Regions from separate parts of the Takifugu rubripes genome. Here region 2 is linked to region 1. A link is a contact called in public Hi-C data. All regions are on one chromosome and are shown on one strand. The core of a region is the stretch at or near the end of the contact, and the rest is flanking DNA. Distances in the headings are between cores, read along the strand shown.

Region 1 (4,921 bases), core at 1,964-4,463:
TCCGGGATTATCCTTGAACTAATAACTGGCACCTGTTGGTAATATATGAGCCATATCAGAGTGCCAAAGGTACATAAAAGGACAGAAACTGATGACAATCATAGATCTTTTGTTTATTTTGTTCACGTCACTGCAAAATTCATGTTTAAAAAGGTAATATAGTCCACTTCTGACCATAATCGTCCAGTCCACAGTTGGCCTATGAGAGTGATAATGCTCGAGGAGTTCACTGACCGAGAGAACGTGGAAAATGAGCTGATAAAAAAATAAATTCTCAGATTCTCTACAAACTTTGGTGATTTTATCAGTACAGACAGTAGTCAGTAACTATCCAACAGGAAGTACTGCTTCTACAAATGGTGCAGAATGTGGACGAAAAGTCCAAACGCTCCATTCTCCCAATGAAATAATGCTGCGGTTTAAAGAACACGTCGGTTTGAGGGGGAAATAAGAAGAGAAGCACTTCCAGGGGCCTCTGGCTGAGCACAAACCTGCAGGGTCAACACCAGTCGGGGGGGCAGCAAGGGCGAGGAGGGAAACCTGGACAACGTCTTTTAAATAAAGCTGCGTTTTTACAGCCAGTGGAGGGAGGCCGTCGCTGGAATATATTAAAATATGCAATATTTCCAAGAGTTTCCCTGGTTTTAGGTTTGACGCTCAGTGATGAAGCAGAAACTTTCTCTTCGCCCGATTTAAATAGAAGCAGAAAAAAAAAAAAGGCTTTGGCACAAAGCTGACTTTTCTCTAACAAACCTATTCTGCTTGACGTAGCTGCTACAAATCAGCCGTGCGGTCCAGAGAGCAGAGAACCGGGGCGGGTCAGTGCAGGAGGAGGTCAGAACCTCCCTGGGAGACTCGTGCTGGACCTACATTCTATCAACCGGACTCACATCGACGGAAACAAGGCATCTGTTCTTCAAAGTTATAAAAATATATGGATAACGTTTCCTTGCTTGAGCTTAAAAGATCCACGAGAAGGTGGCGGCGGGGGCAGAGGTCAACCCGGGGACAGCTGTTCACGGGCTAATGTCTCGAGCGTCCTCCTTCAAAGGCGTGATGGTCCATGTGGGCTGGGGGGGAAAAAGAGGCACTTTAAGCCGGAGACCTCAGGAATTAATGTGGAACAAGTAGGAACAAGACCCAGATCCAAGCAGGTATGAAGACACTTAGTTCTGTCACTCAACAGATCAACGTTCAAGGCCGATTTCCCGAGGGAATTCCGAAGGGGAAGAGAGACGCCGTCACACTTACGCTTATAAAAGACCGCTCGGAAAGATACGAAGGGGAGCAGCTCGTGGACCTTCCCCAGGACGTCGGCCTCGCTGGCCACAGACGCGTCTCTGTTCCAGATCTGAACCACATCCTCCCGGTCACGCACGCTGACGCTGACGCCCACGACCTCATCGTCTGGGGGGGCGGAGCCAGGGGAGACGGTCAACACACGCGCACACACACACGCGGGCGCAGCTGTGGCGTGGCTCACCTGAGGCGCAGTAATCAGCAAACTGCTCGCCGATGGTCGCCAGCAGGAGCTCCTTCCACACGTCTGACTGACAGAAGGACAGACAGCGATTAGAGGTCGGCGGTCTGGAGCCGCCGCCGCCGCGTCGTGAAGCAGGAAACGCCACCTACTGTGCCGTCTTTGGGGACTTTCATCTTCCACACGCCTCCTCTGGCGTTGCCGTCTTCCTCCCTGTTGGGGCAGAAGAGTCAGAGGCAGCGGGCGGGGCGCTCTCCTCGGTCCGGTCCGAACGCGCCGTTAAAGTGTGGCGATGGACGCGATACTCACGGGCCCGGTGGCACTTACCAGAGAGGCCGGCGCTCCCCCCGCATCAGGTGGTAGCTGCATCTCAGGGGCAGAGCCGTGACCAGGGGGATGTTGTTGTACACGCTCCAGAACATCTGCAAAGCAACAACCGGGCCCCATCTTAGTTCTGAGGCCTTCGGAGAGCTGCTGGGGCTCGAACGCGTACAAGATGGCAGAGCGCGGCGATAAAGAGCGGCGGCGAGGCCCGGCGGAGTCCTGAGGGTTCCGTCTAACACACTTATTCTGTTATTCTCCCTCGTCCGGGCTGCTCTTTATTTGGGCCGCCGGGACTTCCTGCCAGCTCCTCCACTCGATCTCTCTGCTCTTAAGATGATGAAGCTTTTTAAGATGGAAGCAAACCCAACCTGAACGCTCTGCACGGTGTAGATCTTCTTCAGATTGGACTCGCATTGCGCTGCCGTCGTGCCCGGCAACGACCTGGAAGGACAAGAGATCCGGTTGAGGTCGGCGCCATCGTGGGTCAGATTCAACCATCTGCGGCCTAAACCAGGAAACAGACGTGCAAACGGAACATTTCCCAACAAGGACTCCAATCTGCGGGTAATCCCGAGCGGACACTGTGATTAAAAAGGCTCCGGGGCCTCCTGAGAAGAACCGGACCCTCGGGTCAGGAGTCGGGGGGGGGCGGTGACGTCGCGGGTGACGTCAGCCGCCGCGCAAACGTCATCCACGGGTTTTGGAACCGCGGCTCCAGAACACAACTAATAAAGGGAACGTGCAGACGTGGTGTGGACTAACGGGGCGCCGCAAAGATTCCGTGCGGCGGAACACAAGTCCGAGCTCGTAAACTGGCCCGGAGAACTTTCCAAAGCCTGGAAGAGACCCGGGTTCCAGCCCCGTGGATCCCTGCTGGGGGGTCCTCCACGGTCACAGATCTGCTCAGATCTGCTCAGATCAACATCAACGCTGAGATCGAACCATAAAACCCGTGTTTACGGGAGACGGTCACGCACTCTCACGCACAGCGTTTTAAGGCCTGTGCGGACGGCGGCCGCTTCTGTTGGGTTCTTAAACTGTCCCGCGTCCGCGGAGGTTCGACGGGAATTAGAGACGTTACCTGTCCAGCCAGAAGGTCCAGGGCGAGTGCAGAGGCAGCGTCTGGCTCGCTCCGTCGTCTCGGTGCTTCTTTGTGATGTTTTCCAACTCCTGCTCGTCGATGTCAATGTCGTGTTGCGAGGAACCCGCCGGTCCGCTCAGGGCGCCCCTGTCCATCTGGGGGTCCGCCTGGCCCAAAGGAACCGCCATTTCGGGAGACCGGGCTCTGGTTTCTGCGACTCTTGTGTGAATGTCCTGGATAAAAACAGCCGGTTTTGCTTTATCGCTTCATACGGAATCACCGCCGCGTTTCCGCCTCCCGACTGGTGACGTCAGCGCGTCGGAGGCGCAGGCAGGTACGTCGCGGTCGGTACTTCTCAGAGAGATGATCGAAACGAAGACGTCTCACTCCTGCAGTTTCTTAGGCACCACAATCTGACGGACTCAGTAACCGGAAATGGTTTCCCAGTCTTCCGAGTGCGTCCAACTGTCATCAGATGTCGACTGTAATGCTGTTTTCACGCCCATACTTTTGATGTATCCACTGTGTATATGTGAATAAGCAGCATATAAACACAAACATGGCCAAAATTCTTGTATAAAGAACTACAATTTTGACTCACAGCTGTCTGGTTATTCTAATGAAGTAATTGGAGTGTTTTATTTTATTGAATAGGCCTATCTTTACTGGAGTGGGATGTTAGAAAACCTAACAATGCTGGAACCCGGGATTGAACCAGGGACCTTTAGATCTTCAGTCTAACGCTCTCCCAACTGAGCTATTCCAGCTTGTTAGGCACAAATCATGTGACACAACAGACTGGACATCAGACTAGATATAATAATTCACGTAGGAAATGCTTCACATTCTGCTGGAGTAACTACACACCATAGTGGCGGAACACTGTGTCTCAGCGATGGGATTTGGAGGCATTTCTGTAGTGATGCATCGTCTCATCAAACTATCTTCACCATCTTCGACATGAACGCGCCATGAAAGCGTCGCGGTCCAGTTTAGAGAGCATCACTGGGCAGATCTCTCCGGTTTGACCTTTAACTGGGAAGAGCGCCCAGTCAGCGAAGGATAGTGGTGGTTTTTACTAGTTCAGTTCAGCCTGTAGGTGTTGTTCTTAGCGGCAGGTCCTTGAAGCACAAAACTATCAAAATCCTTTTCGCTTTTTACCACAAAGATGCCGCCTCGCAACCACATCAACCACACAACAGATAAAAGGTGGTATTTCCATTTGAAGAAGAACTAAAATATCTCGAAGGTCTGCCACAAATGCTAGATTTCTGTGTTAGATTCAGTTTTCGATTTGCAATATGAACATATGCGGCATCTTTTCTTACCAGTTCGATGAATTTGGGCCATGACTAAACTTCGAGATCAGCTGCACGATGGTTTTGTGAATCCTGCAGCATCAGAGCGTTTGTCCGGCTTCAGAGCCGCCTGCAGGGGGCGCTGGTGAACCGTCGCAGCGTCGGGGGGTCGGTCACGTGACGGAAACAGTAGCTTAAAGTACACGAAATCTGGAGAGATTCGGTGCAATGTCAATATTTGGGGAGCTTCCTCCCTCGGCATCACCATTTGCTCTGCAAAGCCATTATTTTTCTCCAGCCTCCATCTTTGGAGTGCTCAAGTCACTGCGCGTACACGCAAACACGCACGCGTACACGCTGCTTTCTTATGCAACTATTTACCTCATCTGAACCCTCAGTTTGCCCTGAATAGCATCCCCTCTCCAACTCCACCCCCCCAAAAAATTAGACAACATTCCATTTATTTCTTGGGTCTTTTTCTTATGTCTTATTTTATTTTTGGAGCGTTTTTAGTGTTACTGGGGATTGTTACTCGTCGGTTTGATTTCTCGACGTTGTCAACGTTCCCTCTCCTCTCCAAACACGACTCCATGAGTCCAGAACCAGACCAGACTCCAGCGGACGTGAGCCGCTCTGGTTCTCCCACCTCTGGTTCTCCCACCTCTGGTTCTCCCACCTCCGGTTCTCCCACCTCTGCGAGCCTCCGATCTGCGCCCAGCTTTTCCTCCAAGCTCCTGG
Region 2 (5,448 bases), core at 1,092-3,591, 160 kb before region 1:
GTTTTCAGGGAGAACAGAGGGGAAGAAGAGCTTCCACAGGTGTTTGGCTGCTGAGCACCTCTGTCTCCAGCGGTCCCCGCACACCCATGTTCCGAGGGGCCTTCAGGGCCCCTGCCCTCACACTGCAACCGTTCTGGCTCAAAAAGAGGGCGTTCAACACGTTAGCAACAAAAGCAGCACCTTCCCTCTGTCAGCTGTTTGTTTTCCCAAAAATGTGAAACTGCATGAATGAAAAGTCCGACTCCTCATAAACGGGAAGATACGCCGGGAAAACGAGACAAACGATTTGGCGTGGAGGCTGCGGGACGCTCGGCGTCCAGGAGCAGACGGCTGTGTTGGTGTCTGATTTAAATAGATATTAATGAGTTGTTGCACTGACTGCACACTGTTTACTTTTTCATCACCTTTTCCAAATGAATTATTCAGATTTCCTTTCGCCGTTTTATTTATTTAATGTCTAATGATTAATTCACGCTCGGGAAACAATTTTTGAAAGCCGGATAAACTATCAGTTGTCTTCCCGACGCTGAAAAGCAAACGGACGCAGCTCCGCTCGCCATAATCCAACAGTGGTGAACTGTTGTCAGGCGGAACACGCTCAGGTGGGCCGGCCGGCGGGGTTCAGGGATTGGAGCCGAAGTGAAGAACCTGAGGGCGGCTAATTGATGCAGATCAGTTCAAAACAAACATCCCGGTTAGTGTCATCCGGGTGCATGTTTGGGAGGCAGCCGGTACCCTCCAGAGCTATCTGGGAGTAAAGCTGGTCGGTGCCCATGACCATTAGTTGATAGAGAAGTAAGGCCTGCAGGCATGCCATGCATTTTTCAGGTTTTGTTCCAGTGCTTCACCCAGACATATTCTCTCATTAGGCTGCACAGCTACTCACATCAGTAGGTCTGATGCAATTTAAAATTCATGTTTTAAATCAAATTCGCGGCACATCAAAACCCACGGAGGAGGAAAGCTGCAGATTTTTCAAGCTCAACCAAGAAACAATTGATGAGAAACACATGTGAGTGCTGCAGAAGTTGTCCAACTTTAAAAAAAATAAATAAAAAAAAGCCCAGTAGTGCAGTTACCAGGAAGGAATTGCAGAGATTTACAGGAAACAGTGACTCAGTGGTGACTTTCAGACCTGAGTCACATTAACTTACCTCCTCTCACCCGTGCTGAGCTCTCCTCAGCAGTGTTTACGCTCCCTTTGTCTCTCTCCTCCGCTCTCAGAGTCATTTCATCTGCCATCTGGTCCATTGCATCACAAATGAAAAATGCTCTCCGGGTGACAAACCTGTTTACATCAAACCAAAAAGATGTGTGTGTTCACCACAGAGGCCGGCTGGAGTCGGCGTCCGACGCTGGGGTTCTGCGGCGGGGCTCGGCTGGGAGCAGCCTCTCGCCCTGGCTGCTGTTTGTCTCGGCAAAGCTGAGAGCATCCAGGACGAATTATCCTTTACATTTCACAGAGTCCATTTGGCCGGCTGCCGGCTGCACTGAAGCCTCTCCAATGTTCCAATGACGCCGGCAAAAAAATAAAAAAAAAAACACCGAAGATCCGCTGCTATTAAAACATCAGCGGGACAAAGTCAGCAACATTTTATTAGTTGGACTTACTTTCCTTTATGAAGTGCTAATGAAGCCAGGAAAGTGCAGGGCATTACACACTAAAAGGAAAAATCACATTAACACTGCATCTACCTATATAAATGTATTATGAAGCAACGCAGACAAAAGGCATTATCATCCGCATTAATGCTGATTTTGCTGACTGCACGGGCTGCTGACGACATTCCCTCCTGCCACGTCTGACTGTGATGCCACTCAACACGTGCATGAAGTTTGTTTGTTGGGAGAGAAGCAGGCAGCTAAACAGCAGCGCTGAGCTGCGTTCTGATTCTGCCCAACACAGGCCGACCAATTTACTCTAATTAGGCTCAACGCTAGAGTTGCATTTTAATAGATGTCGTGCTGTGTTTGCATATGTTTAGAGAACAAGAGCTATGCTAATTGAAAAATTAAGATGTGAGTATTTGTCTGCTCAGCTCTCTGCAGCTCTCGCTGTAAATGTGCCTCCTGAAGAGGACGGCCAGAGGTGCTTTCCTCACCCTCCTCGCAGATCTGAACTCACCATGTTGCCCTCGTTGTTTCCCACACTGCAGATTGTGTCTAATTGCTGATCGTTGGCCAGGACCCGTCACAGATCTTAAAGCTTTTCCAACAGCAGCGACAGGCTGAGATCTCGTCCAGGGAAGATCGGCAGGATTCCCGCTCCTCCTGAGCAGGCAGGAGGCTAAAATATGGAAGAAACAAACAGCTGGACTCAACCTAAAGCCTCCAACAGCTGAGAAAGTTCTTTAACTCTGATGAAATCAGTGAGTTTTGATTGCGAAACCAGCTGATTCATCGGTAACAGTCGGACTCCTTCTGTCCGTTTCCTGTTATCTCATCAGGTATTTTAATCAACATATTTATTTGTTTTATTGGAGCGTCTGAGGTTGTTGAACATGCTGGGGCAGACACCCCCCCCCCCCTTTGCCCTTAATGAGTTCCACAGAGAATAAATGTCATCGTTAGCTCTGGTGATGAGAAAAGTCTCCCTCGTCACCTTGAGGCCAGCGAACACAAAGGAAAATGGCGTTTGATGTCGTATTCACTTTTTTCCCCATACATCGTTAAACCTCGTGGAGGTTTTTTTTTTTTTTAACAATCAAAAAGTCAGTTTGCTCATAGAGCTTCAAAACTTGTGCTTCTTTAATTTGGAATGATCATTTACGCTTTACAGTTGTTGATTTGGAGATTTCTTTTTTTGCTGTGTGTCAGTTGACGTCATCGTGTTGGTTCTGATTCGGTTGCTTAGATGAAAGATTCTTTGTTTCCTATAAATTCACTTTGAAGTAATACTAAAGCGGGAATGTAATTCAAAAACATCTCTTTCTGGTGGGCTGATAACTCACTGGAGGATTAGAATCTTTATTTTGGACCACAGAATTTACGGAGGAGCACTTTGTTCTGATCCATTTAAAGCTGCACCTTAATGCAGCGCTCACCTTATGTGCTCTGGGGAACGTTTCTGCTCCATCCATTAAGAACACAATAATTCATTTCCAAGATCATTCGGCCCTAATTGAACACGTCTGTTATATTAATTTTCCGACACCTTTAAGGACACCTGCTTACCTTTATGGCAGCCCAGCGAGGATGGGGGGGGGGGGGGGGGTCTCCTGCTGCTTTCACAAAAGGAAGAATCCACCGTTTCCAAATTAAAACGGCAGATAAATGACCTTACACAGCAAAGGAAACCAGAGAGGGACGGGGTGGGGTAAATTGGCGTCTATGACTTAAACCAACTGGGGATTCTCTCCACAGTGGAGGAAGTGAGTTTCCTGAGGCTACAGCCCCACCTGGGACCCCCACGTGATCCACAGGGTATTTCCAAAACGCCTTGAAGTTATTCAACCCACTAAAAGGCTAAATAGAATTTTTTTTCTATTAACATTTAGGGTGTATTGTTCTGATTTTATGCTTCTTTACTGGTTTGAGGCCATCGTTTTCATTTTACTTTGTCAATAGAGCTGAAGGGTCCATTCTTGGCTCCCTGTGTCTGTGTTATGCTTAAAAGGATCCATAAGCAGCATAAAAGCCTCTGTCTTATTTTACTCCATTCCATGAAAGGAATGTCTAGAATTTTAGAACTGATCCCCATTGCACTTTCAACACACGTGGAGAATAAATTCAATTATCTATGTGACGTGAACGATTGAACATTTACATTTGCAAAGGATAAATGTTGCAGAATGCCGCGGATACACGCGCTCACGCCCAGGGAGCGTAGAACACACAAACACTGTAGCGTGCAGATGAAAAAACGCTTGTTTCAGGAACAAACCGACTGCCGGCGTCAGTGGAGCGAAGAGCTGCTCCCGGCAGACGTGATGAGGAATAAGCATTATTACAGACCAATTTGCTCCTTCAGATAATCAATGCTGGCACAGACTTAAGTCCTGCTCCACGGGCTAAATGCCTGAATTGATCATTGACGCTTTCTCACCAATAAGCAGTTTAGAATGAGTGATCGGGTGGGGCTAAGAGCGGCCCGGGCGTCGGCTATTAGTGTAATGATGATATGACATCAGACGCTTTCTCTAAAGCATTGTCTTGTTGTTATTGGGCAAGACAGATTATGATTGGGTTTTAGTCAGTGCACATTATGGGATGCTCCTTAAGTAGCATTCATAAAGCAAAGCTCCGTGCTGTGTCACCGTGGTAATAAGGTTAGTGATTCATATATACTTTAGGAGTCAAGAGGAGCACTCTGTAGGACCTGTATTTTCCTGTATTTGTCCTTGCTGTTAAAGATCATGCGTCTTGTTCCTCTTTTGTTCCTCCGCACATCAGACCGAAGGCTGCGTCTGCTTGATATGCCAACTCTGTTTTCACACATTGCCACTTTATCTTTCTAATTACTGTCATTACCGCAGACTCAGATACATCTCATTACAAGGGTAATTGGGACAAACATGAAATGGCCCCCTCTCTTTAAAGTTGGATATCTTTCCAACGTTCAGAGCGGACAGCAGCTGCGTTAGGTGCACAACATCTGTTCCTATTTCAAGATAAAGCAGCTTTATTTGACATCGATAGCGCTCTGAATTTACGCTCCTTTTGATGGATTAAATGCAAAATTAAGACAAATTCAAAGGTGCTTTATCTTCAATGTCTGAATCCCACACCTGCATCACACACACACACACACACACACACACACACACACACACAGACGCACACGCACGCACTTTTACATCAAGTTGGCTCCAACTTTTGATATAATTCAATTTCACGCTGGTCCACATTTCTTCTGCAGCCACATGAAGTCTTCCCCATCTACAACTTAGTTCCTCTGCCAAATATTGACTTTGGGATCTGATTATTAAGCAATTTCCACAAAACTTCAAATTACTATCCGAACAATTATTTTAAAGACGTTACAAGACCCAGTAGACCCCCAAGGTCTTGAAACTGATTATGCAAAAAGATAATTGCTATGAAGATTTAAAAAGAATGAAATTGGTTTGACAAACCTATAAGTTGTGAAGTACAGTGTAAAAGAATACATTTGCTGACGAGGCCTGAGCAGCGGAGGCTTTTCCCGCGTGCTCAGGTGGGCGGGAGGTATCACTCTCTTTATTATCACAGCTAATGGCGTTCCAGATCTGTCCTCAATTATAGCGGATGAGATGAGCTATTAATTAATAATTCTTCTGATAGATAAATTGTGCCATGTTCAGCAGATGTGCACTTCTCAGAGATGAGAGGAGACGCAGATGGAGGCTATTGACCAACAGTGGCCTCATTCTGTGTCCGCCTTTATAGATGCCTGAGCTTCATCTGGGCTTGACACAATGTTATGTTCCTTGTCCCCCCCGTCCTCCTCAAACTGCCAGCCGACCGTCA

The links. A called contact is a pair of places that touch in the nucleus more often than the background predicts.
Region 2: a Hi-C map of muscle shows a contact between it and region 1, with 2.8 times the contacts expected there. The contact joins the promoter of mdfic2 here to the promoter of LOC101070547 in region 1. A contact is called at or near these places in 2 of 2 Hi-C or Micro-C datasets (muscle and an unstated tissue).

Annotation. Positions count from the first base shown.
Region 1 is chr19:17,640,053-17,644,973 of fTakRub1.2, reverse strand. LOC101070547 (eukaryotic translation initiation factor 4E type 3-like) reads right to left here and starts at 3,213. Exons shown (of 7, transcript XM_003973759.3): 1 at 2,886-3,213; 2 at 2,173-2,245; 3 at 1,808-1,902; 4 at 1,633-1,693; 5 at 1,484-1,550; 6 at 1,252-1,407; 7 at 90-1,070. The coding sequence starts at 3,073. The coding sequence ends at 1,024. It overlaps trnaf-gaa (transfer RNA phenylalanine (anticodon GAA)), which reads right to left and starts at 3,652; the gene lies at 3,580-3,652. LOC105417881 (a long non-coding RNA gene) reads left to right here and starts at 3,083. Exons shown (of 2, transcript XR_965353.2): 1 at 3,083-3,219; 2 at 3,289-3,481.
Region 2 is chr19:17,799,865-17,805,312 of fTakRub1.2, reverse strand. It overlaps mdfic2 (MyoD family inhibitor domain containing 2), which reads right to left and starts at 2,341. Exons shown (of 4, transcript XM_029827521.1): 1 at 2,126-2,341; 2 at 1,325-1,558; 3 at 1-133. The coding sequence starts at 1,433.